Regions from separate parts of the Rattus norvegicus genome. Here region 2 is linked to region 1. The links are chromatin contacts, called in public Hi-C maps. All regions are on one chromosome and are shown on one strand. Each heading gives the region's core, a stretch centred on a gene start, on an enhancer-like site or on the middle of the called end of the contact. The rest is flanking DNA. Distances are from core to core; before and after follow the strand shown. Region 1 overlaps Sgms1 (sphingomyelin synthase 1). Region 2 holds the start of Sgms1 (sphingomyelin synthase 1).

What was found. A called contact is a pair of places that touch in the nucleus more often than the background predicts.
Region 2: a Hi-C map of Schwann cells shows a contact between it and region 1, with 4 times the contacts expected there. The contact joins the promoter of Sgms1 here to the enhancer-like site in region 1. A contact is called at or near these places in 4 of 12 Hi-C or Micro-C datasets (the A7r5 cell line, the Rat2 cell line, Schwann cells and 1 more) and 1 of 1 datasets of contacts at active chromatin or transcription factors (oligodendrocytes).

What each region holds. Positions count from the first base shown.
Region 1 is chr1:239,413,010-239,418,277 of GRCr8, forward strand. Sgms1 (sphingomyelin synthase 1) reads right to left here. Exons shown (of 10, transcript NM_181386.3): 8 at 3,739-3,892. Among named protein-coding and RNA genes, the nearest start is that of Asah2, 63 kb to the left of the region's middle. Within about 2 kb of position 2,247, at least 10 of the 93 cell types and tissues checked have an H3K27ac peak or open chromatin away from gene starts, as enhancers often do. A contact at or near this core is called in Schwann cells, where this site is marked.
Region 2 is chr1:239,670,421-239,675,688 of GRCr8, forward strand. Sgms1 (sphingomyelin synthase 1) reads right to left here and starts at 2,473. Exons shown (of 10, transcript NM_181386.3): 1 at 2,188-2,473.

The sequences.
Region 1 (5,268 bases), core at 997-3,496:
ACGTGCAGTGTGTGTATGCATGTTTGTGTGGCTATAGACACTGATGTGTGTATGTATGCCTCACATGCAGAAGCCAGAGCTTGACTAGTTTCTTTCTTGACTGCGCTACCCTTCTTTGCCGCCGAAGGTCTCGAGGGTGTTAGCTAGTCCAGCCGCCCAGCTCGCTCCTAGGACCCCGCCACCCCACACCAGCTCTGGGACTACAGGCGTGCTGCCACGCCCACCTGGTATTTCTGTGCGTGCTAAGAAGCTGAACATGCATTGCTAGGTTGGTACCTCAAGCAATTTACTCACCGAGCTCTCTCCCTAGGCCGTCCAATGCCTTTAATTAAACGTAGCCTATAAACTGAGGTTAAGTGCCTTATGTAAATCCAACACCTACTGTGCCACAGATGCTTTTTCTAAATGTATATTTCTGAGACTATAATTGAATTAGTGTTTTCTCCTTTCTCTTTCCTCCCTCCAAGTTCTCCCTCCTATGTATCTCTTCCCACTCTGTTTCCAATTCCTGGCCTCTTTCCAGTGATAGTTATTGCATGCATACATGTGTCTGTATATGAACATATTCCTAGTTATAACCCGTGGAGTCCATATTCTATCCCTTGTATGCACTGTTCTCAGGGCTGGTGGTTTGACACTCGGCAGTCTGGTGCTGTGTTCTTCCCTGGGGAGGACCGCTGTGCGCCCATCTTTACTCCATTGCCGCAGTTCTTTGTGTAGAGTTGAAACCTCATGGTCCTTTCCCCATCCAGTTTGGCATGTTCGTTGGCGATTAGCTCATGTTTGTGCCAAAAATGCTTAGACACGGACCATGCAGTGATAGTCGCTGCGATCACCCCATCCTGCTTTCAGGTTCCCCACCTACACATCATCTGAGCGACTCTGAGATTTCTATTCCACATTCTCAATGGGAAGGGGGCTAGAGGGCCTGGGGTTTCAGAGAAAGCTTTGAATGGATCTATTGTCCTCATTTCAGGGAAGAAGGAACTGCTGACTTTTACTGGATTCTCGAGGGGTCCAACAGTCATTCACTCAGGCAGGGTGCATCTACCATTCCCTGGACGGCTGCTACTCGAGATGTCTGAACAACAAACCAGTAAGCAAAGGCCCGCCTCTGTGGGGAGAACCCTTGCCAGAAGGGGGGAGGGGCTATCATCACAGAGTTGTATATTGTATATACATTGTATATAATATATATATTGTAAGGTGAAAACTGAAAAACATGAGGGGATCAGAAGGAAGAGGAAGAAAGAGGTTTTTTCCCCTTTGGTTGTTTTTGCAATTTAAAATTGGGCGCTGGGGGCAGGAATCAGCCACTCATATTCATACCTTAACAATACACCAAGAACAGCTACTACACATTTTCTGTGAACCTCGCTGAGTATCCATGCATGTCACTTAGTTTTCTTTTTATAGCCTCTTCCCACTCAGGAAATAAAGACTCATTTTAAAGATGAGGAAACAAGACACATAGAAATTAAACGTTTTTCTCCATTGTCAGAATGCTGGGGGCTGAGAGTTCCAGGATCCCAAATCAGAGTTCTATGACTCCTGCTAGCTCTCCTAGTTTCCCAGTACAGCATGGTGCCAATGGTCTAGTACAATTTTAACATGATAAACAATTTCAGGTGACAACCAGTAGGGGGCGAGCACCCTATTCCCAAGGGCCTATGGCAATCGAACCCTAATGTTTCCATTCCCTATACCTGGTTATATTGTGGTACAAAGGTCAGATGCCCTGTAGTTGATCACACAGTAAACAAACACGAGGCATCTATCCTCCCTGCCTGCCTGCCTCCCTCCCTTCCTGGCCCCTGCAGAACATCCCACTTCTTAATGGTTCCTTTACTTCTGTTTCAAAGACAGGGTTGAGCAGCCTGCCTGCTCCTGTTTCCTCTGTGTTGCTTGTCCTGTCACCAAGTTCTTCCTTCCATACCTTCACTTCTCCCCAAGAGTGAGGTCAAGCCTCACCTCCTATGCATGACTGTCTCTTGGTCTAGCCTGCTCTCACCAGAACTTCTTGAAGCTACTTCTCAGAAGGAAACATCAGATGACACTGTTCCCTTGTTCCCAACCACTCTAAGTGCACCCCATCTGCTGCAGACGGAAGCCATGGCTCTGCTTTGTGGCGTAGGGTGCCTTCTGACCTTGGCACCACTTCTCTGTCCGTTTTCTTTCTCATGACCACGCTGACTCAGCTCCCAGCAGACGCACGTCCAGGAGCTACAGTGCTCCTAACTCCAGACTGCGGTATGTCTGTTCTCTGTGTTCCCCTTTCACTTATCACCCTCCGTGGGGACTGCATACAGGGGGACTGTCTCACCGAATAACTTCTAACAGTAACATTTTGAGGATAACTGAATTTTCCAGGGAAATAAATCATCTGTTGTTCATTAAAAGGCTGAAATCCTAATAGCAATTAAAAGTGAATGAACCAGGTTTCATGTCTCAAAACAACCCGAGAGTAAAAAAGAGCAGAACATGTTTACATGTGGTTGTTTGTATTCAAATACTTTTATTTTGTATTCAAATTATTTTATTTTATATTTAATTTTTTTTTAATATTCAAACCACATGAGGTGGCAGGCTTTGAGGTTTCAGAAGCTCGAATCAGGCCTGGTGACTCACTAGCTCTTTCTGCTGCCTGTGTGTCCAGATGTAGAACTCTTACCTAACTCTTCAGAACCAAGTCTGCCTTGTGTACCACCCTGCTTCTTACCACGGCTGTAATGGACTAATAAACCTCTGAACTGTGGGCAGCCCTCAATTAAATTGTTTCCCTCATAAAAGTTTCTGTGGTCATGGTGTCTCATCAAAACAATAAACCCCTAATTAAGATAATACACATATAAATGCAACCAACATATATATTTATATATATACAAATATACAAATATATATACTAATACACATACAAATACATATATATGCACATATATATACATATAAGCGCTCACATATATGCATATACATATATGTAAATGTTGAGGTTTTCTTTTATTATCTATTGTAATGTTAAGTGGGGACCCAAGACCTGGGAGTCTGCATGTAGCCTCTGCCTTAGACCCTGCCTCTAAGTTAATTCTGGTTGGTGAATAAAGAGTCCGGCAGCTAATAGCTGGCAGAAGAGAGATAGGTGGGGCTGAGTTTTGGTGGGCCTAGAAGAGTGAACAGGAGGGAGAAAGAAGGAAGAAGCCACCTTGGAAGAAGAACGTGCGGGAGGGAGAGAGAGAGCATGGGGTAGGAGTAAAGAAAACGTGGCCATGTGGGCTGGCCAACTGGCGCTAAGAGCAGCCCTGATGGAACAGTGAAACATAGCAAGTGATAACTCGGGGTTATTGTTAGGAAGGCAGATTCTAACAGCGTGGAGGGCAGGCAACTGCCCAGCTATTGTGCTGCCTAAGGTGTATCTAAAAACATAAAGGCTGTGTGTGCTTTTCATCTGGGAACATAAATGACCAAAGCGGACAGAAACCTCCTGCCAGGATTTTTCAAATATATTCACTGAGTAAATGATTCTATTTGCATACATTTAAAACCACCCAAACATTATAGCTGATATCCACAAACAAGGCACCCCCTGTCTAGAGGTGTAGCCAAGGGCTTTCCTGGCCTTCCTCAGATAAGGCAGCTTCCTCAGGCCTCAGACTGTTTTAAGGGGCTTTCCCCAAACTCATTTTCCAAAAGACCATGGGGCGTGGCAGGTGAGAAGTGGCAAAGCAAGGCGTTTAGACTTACACTCCTTGATAAACAGGTAGGTGAGCGTTAGCATGACTGTGTGTCCACTGTACAGATAGTCCCCACACATGTTGTGCGAGCCCGTGATGGACAAGCCACCTCCAGCAATGAGCTTCATTATCCTCCGCACTTGAGCTTCCCAGTCTCCAAAGAGCTACAGAGGAAGAGAGAAAGGGAGATCCGTCGTTAGTCCACCCCAACCATTGCTATCATTCCTGCTTATTCTGTGTATTCTGCTCCTCCAAGACACATGCAATCAATACTCCTCATCGAGCAAGCACACAGTGCTTATCATTTTTGTGCCAGACCCTGGAAAGCACTCAGTGCTAGTGATCACATATTTGGCTCTAGAATTTTCTCAATAGTACATTTCAGCAGGGGTCTGGGGTTGGAGATTCTAACCCAGGGCCTCAAGCATGCTAGACCCTACCACTAAGCCATGTGCCTCAATCCAACTTGTTTTACTATGATAAACCAGAAAGAATTTGTGGTTGATTTACCGTAATTTCTACTTTGGACAAAGAAAATGTAAATCCTGAGCAAACGCATGTGTGCCCGAGAGATAGTGGTTCTGAGTCACTAGCTAAAGTAACTGGAGGCCAGTGGATCAAAAGCACGGAACAAGGGACTCAAAACGATGCCCTTTCAGCCTCTGAAATTACACAGGTAACACTGACTACTCTTCCTTTTAGTAAGAGAGGCTTATAAAGTAATCTAGCTGTCTACAGTGCAAGTCTGGGCTGGATACCCAGGTAATGGATGGCTTAAATGACTCACTTTGTTGTGTTGCAGCCTGTGTTTGCTCCATCAAAGAAGGCATGCAAATGTTTGCATCAAACTTTTTTCATAGATTTATTTATTTTATGTGCATGGATGATTTGCTTGCATATATATATGTGTGTGTGTGTGTGTGTGTGTGTGTGTGTGTGTGTGTGTGTCTGCCAAGTGCGTGCCTGGTGTCCTTGAATGTCAGAAGAGGGGCCCCTGGAACAGTAGTTATTTATGATTCTAAGTCACCATGTTGGTGCTGGAAAGTCAAACACTATAAGAACCACAAGTGCTCTTAACCACTGAGCCACCTCTCTAGTCCCAGCAGTATCCTTTTATAGTCTAGTTAGCCAATTTAATCATCATAATCCCCTTTTCAACATCTAATTGCTAATATCCCAGCTTTGGAAATGCGTGTTTCATTATAATTTCTTTACAAAACAGCAATTAAGATTTCTATTTGGCAGAGCAGAGCTGCCAGACCACAAAGCGGATGTGACCGTCCCTAACGCTCGGCACAACAGAAGGAAGTGGACCTACACCAAAAGCCTTATGTCACAGCACATCAGAACAGAGTGCTGCTGTGCCAAAGTCCCCAGAGATTGAAACCAAGCTTTAGATGAAAGATCTATATGCAAATGACTTTTAGAGAGCACTCTAGAAGAAAAGATTGTTTTGGGATGAGGGGTGGGGAAGGAGGCTGGGCTTCAAGTTCTTAAGCAGTAGGATTTCCAGTTTTAGATCTAGCCATGTAACTAAAGC
Region 2 (5,268 bases), core at 1,223-3,722, 260 kb after region 1:
GGAAGACAGTCGGACTGTGGGTTAAGATCCCGGCAGAAGGCAGAGTTGCTACCGCTGATGTGCCCTTGACAAGTCGCCTATGATCACTCAGACCCCTCATTCTCTGGACGAACCGAGTCCAGAGCTACGCAGATGCCCCTGCAGGCCTTACCCTTTAACACCCCCACGCGGCGAGGACACGCGGGGTCTCAGAACAGTCGCAAGCCAGGGACTGTTACGCCGCCAGGGGAGCAAGGGGCTCGCTGCTTCGGGAAGGGGGGTCCCACCTGTTATGCCGTTGGGGGTCATCGAGGGGCTGAAGGGAATCCCAAAGCCGCTGACTCTTGGCCCGCTGCGATCAGGCCAGGAGGTACCAACTGTCACTCTGCCGCCCAGGGTTGTGGGGGTGGGGCTGCGATTTGGGGGGATCCACTTCTAAGCACTACGGGACCTCTGGCTGGCTTCTGCCTGAAAGGTCCTCAGCCCCGGGCTCTCCGGCTCCGCCACCGTCCACTCGCCCCAATGTGACACCAGGCAGCCTTCCAGCCCGCACGCAGCACCTCGGAAAGGTGCCCACTGACGCCTCCGCCTTCCTCCCCGCCCAAGTTGGCGGGGGAGCCCCGCCGGCGGCCCGCCCCCTCGGAGCCGGGATCGCGGCCGCCAGAGCGCTCCCCCGCGCCCACCCCCAACAGCGGCCGCGGGGGGACCGCCCGCCAGGTACGCGCGACACCGCGCGGTAAGCGCTCACGCCCCCTCGCCCGGGCTGTCCGCCCGCCGTCAACCGAGGTCAGGCCCGGCCCCCGAGACTCGGGTCAGATCCAGCCGCTCGCGATCCGGAGGCCGGCCCTCCACCCCCGCCCCGCGACTCACTTGCACGCGAGTCGTGGCAGCCGCCGGAATTCTTTCCACGCGCCGAGCCCCCCGCCTCGGAACGAAACCGGGGCAGGGCGGCGTGCGGGCTCCGCATCCGATCCCGCTCTCCCGTCCTCGTGCCAGGCTCACGGGACAAGCAGCCCGCCCGAACCGGCCCTCCCTGCTCCCGTCCAGCCGGCAGCCCGCCGCCGCTGCTCGGGCCGCAGCCGAGCTGGCGAGAAGGCTTCTGACTTGGAGCCTCGGGCTGCCGAGCATGCCCAGTCCGCGGCGGAGCCGGGTCGGCTTCCCGCGCGACGCTGGTCCGTTCCTCCGGGTGTTCCCGGCGGCCGGGGGGCGGAGACCGCGGACGCTTGGCCGGGGACCCAGCTGAGTCCCGCAGGACAGCTTGCCGTGGGGTGTGTTAGGGATGAGGGCTGGGGCGTCCTTTTCGTTTCTAGAAACGGGAATTGGAGATGCTGGCCCTTCCCACACACACACATGCCCCCAACTACGAGAAGAGGAAGGGCCCAAATGGTGGGTTTCATCCGCCCGGATCAGAAGCCCAATTAGGAGCCAGCCCGAGAGTTGTGCGACTAAAGCGGGCCGGAAAGCAGGGTACGCAAACTCAGTCTTCGAGAAACTACCATCGGGGACAGTTGTTAGCGAACTACACTGGCATTTTCTTCTCCACCAAGCCCAAGAACTGCGACACTTGTGACTCCCTCATGATTGATCATGTAAAATGGATGGACCTCAAACTCTTCGGGACATTTCCCGAAGCTCTAATCCTTACACTACCATCTTCCCCGGGGAAGAAAAAACGGGTCCGCCGGTTTCCTAAATCGCGCTGCGCCAAGCAGCACGAGGGCCTTGGAGTTCTAGGGAAGAACTGGGGCCCCCTAGTTCGTCCGGGCCCCACCTCCCGCCGCTGCTTGGAGCTGAGGCGAAAACCTGGAGAGCGCCGCACCAGGGCCGGAGCACTGCGCATGCCCAATGGCCCCACCGGGTGCGGGTCGCCAGCAGATTTCCTCCAGCTCGCGCAGTGGAACCCGATATCGGGACGGTGATCGAGCGGCAGGGACAGCAGTCTTCCGCGGCCCCGGCCTTTTGGACCGACCCGCTCGTGCCGCCGTAGCATGGGTCTCCCTGGACGCGCTACCCGCAGGGTCTGGTCTGGGGGCGCGCGGGGGCGGGGAGTAGGGACCAGGAACGGCCGTGCCTGCGTGACACGTGACTGTCGGCCGAGCTCCGGGGCAGCCATCTTCAGTTTTCCCGGGCCGCAGGCGAAGAACCGTCCGGGATCTGGATAGACTCTATTCAGTCGCCTCCCCACCAGGCCCGGGGACCAGCCCTCACCTGCAATCCGCTAGTCTACAGCGGGGGTACAGCGGCGCCGGCGATACCGGGAGGACAGGCTGTCTCCAGAGCCAGAACCTAAAGGCTGAGAATTGGAGAGCCGCTCTCCTGGAGCTGATGGCTTCAGCTTTTCCCCAGGGGCGGAAGTTGGGGAAAGGAGTTCCCGTTCCTAAGGCGCCCGCATCGCTCCTCCTGCCGCTTCCCTGTTCTGACCCATTCCCGGGGACAGAGGATGAAGGTTGCTGAAGTTGTTTGGACAGCCGTCGCCCTCCTCCATGCTTTTCTCCTGCTGGTGGTTAGCTTGGATGGTAGCTTGTTTAGTCACCTGGGGTCCTGGAATCTCTGAACCTGCAACCTCATTACCCGAGAATTCTTTAGAACGGCACATTCACGACCACACCTAGACCTACGGAATCAGAAACGCCTCTAGTGGGGTCCTTCCCGAAATCCGGTTAACAAGCTCCCAAGGTGAATCTAATGGCCGCTTTCCCTAAGCTGTAGAGACCGGTTTTCACGTACGACGCTGAAAACTTAGCGTCCTCTTCCCCAAACGGTGAAAAATCAGATTAAAAATGCGTCTGCTCCCATGTGATCTCTTAAGATCTTGACCTCTCCTGCACCTCTGGCCTTTTCACCTTAGGACCCTGTGCTATCGCGCTTCTCAAGGGAGATAAGAAATGGAGTGGTGGCTTGACACATAACTGATTTTCAGTGACAACTGACAACCACCAGCTCTATTTGGAGTGTCAACCAACAGCAAGGGAATGTCTGGGATTTTAGTAACCCCGCTGGGTATTTTCATCAGTTTGCACCTAAGAGGTAAAAAGGAGGCTTGCTGTCTTGTGAAGTAAGTTCTGGATAGCCGCTGGCTGTTTCAGTGCTACTTTACAATTGTTGTAACCAAGGTCAAAGGTCAAAGCATGCACACTGCTGTATGGCAGGTCAAGGAATCCAGACTTTAAAATCCCTCTCCCAACACAGGTGCGCGCGCGCACACACACACACTATTTTACTCCAAATTCCACTCCAATTTTAAAAAATAATTCTTAGGGAAAAGCACACGTATGTAACATAGCTGTGAGAAATAGAGGGATGGTAATCTAAAGAGAAATCCCAGCCTCTTAAGTGATCTGAATGGTGTAGTCATAAGAGATGCTTCAGAGTTGACGTACTTTTAAATTAAGTTTAGTCATGGTCTTTAAGTCAGTCAGTCTTCAAACCAAAAAGATATTTTTTTAATGAAGATAAAATGTTCCTTTTCTAGTCCTCAGAACAGTGAAGAACAGGAGGCTAGAGAAGTAGCCCAGCAGTTAAGATTACTTTCTATTCTTGAAGAGGATCCTAGTTCAATTCCTAGCACCCCACGTTACCACTGACAACCATCTGAAACTGGTTCCCACGGATCTGATGCCTTCTGTGGCTGCAGAACACCAGGCATGCAAGAGTTACACCTGCATGCTGGCAGGCATAGATTCACATGCAGAAGTAATGTCTTTAAGAAATAAAAGAATCCTAACGCTATTTCTTACAAATCATGATAAGAAGCGTATTCATTAAAAATGTTTAGGTTTCTCAAGTCCGGGGACTGGCATGGATAATGTTGTTGGAGCAGTTAAATAAAAATGAATCACCTCTGAGCCTGCCATGCTAAAGTAATACCAAGAACAAGTACTGAGACACACACTTCACTCGCCAAAGTGACTCCTCCCATGGTGGTCATTTCTAAAGATGAGTAATCTAAGTAAAACATGCGGTTTTATCCCATCGACCTGTAAATGACAAGCACCACTTACTAGATATCAGTCAAAGCTCACACCATGTTCTCAGATCAACGGAGCTTCAGTGAGTAGCCAGGACAATGTGTCTCTGTTAGAAGAACCCAAAGCCACACAGCCTGAGCAGCAGGGCCAAGGCTTCACGGCCGCTTCAGCCTGTCCTATTCACCTGGCCAATCTACAACCTGAGTTTAAAGCGGATGCTGTGGGTGGGGACCCAGCTGCCCATGACTAAGTTTCCAAGTATTCCTATTGCCCTGAGGAATAGATCTGTGAATGACCTGCATTGAGTTCATCTCTGTGCCTCTGCCTGAGACTCCTGGCTTCACTAATTGTCTGGTTTCCATTAATCAACAAAGACTGGAATTGTTTGACTATCCTTGGGTAGATGAAGGATGCAGCCCAGTTTCTCCTTGCACACAAAACTCCTTTCCCTGCATCTCCAATGCCATACAATGGACATGTAGTATCCCTGATCTTTGGGACACCCAGCACAAGAGTTGGCACCAGACAGCCCTTAGTAAGTAGTCGCTGAATCATACCTTATTATTTTCTGTTTTTCTCTGTGCTGCAGTTAGGTCTAAAAAGGATAAATACAAACAATAGGATTATCTTTGTTATCCCTTTCTAATTAGCAACTCTCCCAATCTCTCGTGTTTATTTTAAGGGGATTTTTAAATTAGACATTTACTGCTGACAGTTACCATGGGCTCATAGGTTCATTCCTAGGGACAGTACTATGGTGTCCCTAACCAAACCACCACTTAAGTCCTGGCTTTTCAAGTAATCAGTAAGGAACTCCAGGCAGGTTTCGTTCTTGCCTCTTAAAATAAGAATGCTATAATCCACCCCTCTCTTTGATTCTCATGGCTATCATGAAAATTAATTAGATCCTTAATATAAATATGTCTACAAATGTTTATAGAGTGAGCATAATAAAAAGCAGAGAATGCTGTTCAATTTATCATGAATATCTTATTTAGCGACCAGCCTTGTCCTAAGTCAAGCACTAGAGCAGTCCTGGAAGTAAATAGAATGAGGGGCACATGCTGTCTCCAGCTGGCACTTATAAGCGAGTCCCAGAAACCCCAGTGCTAAAGGAAGAGAGGGTTACGTGGCATGATCCCCTGAACTGTACAGCTCCAAACCAAACGTCAGATCTAGGACATGCTGCAGTCAGGAAGGGCTGCAGCAGTCAGGGCTGGCACCTTTTCTATGCTTCCCTTAGAAGAGATTGAAGGAGCGATCAGATTTCTTCCGCCAGGTCTCATACAGCGTAAAGGACAGGATACAGTCTCCCGCTTCG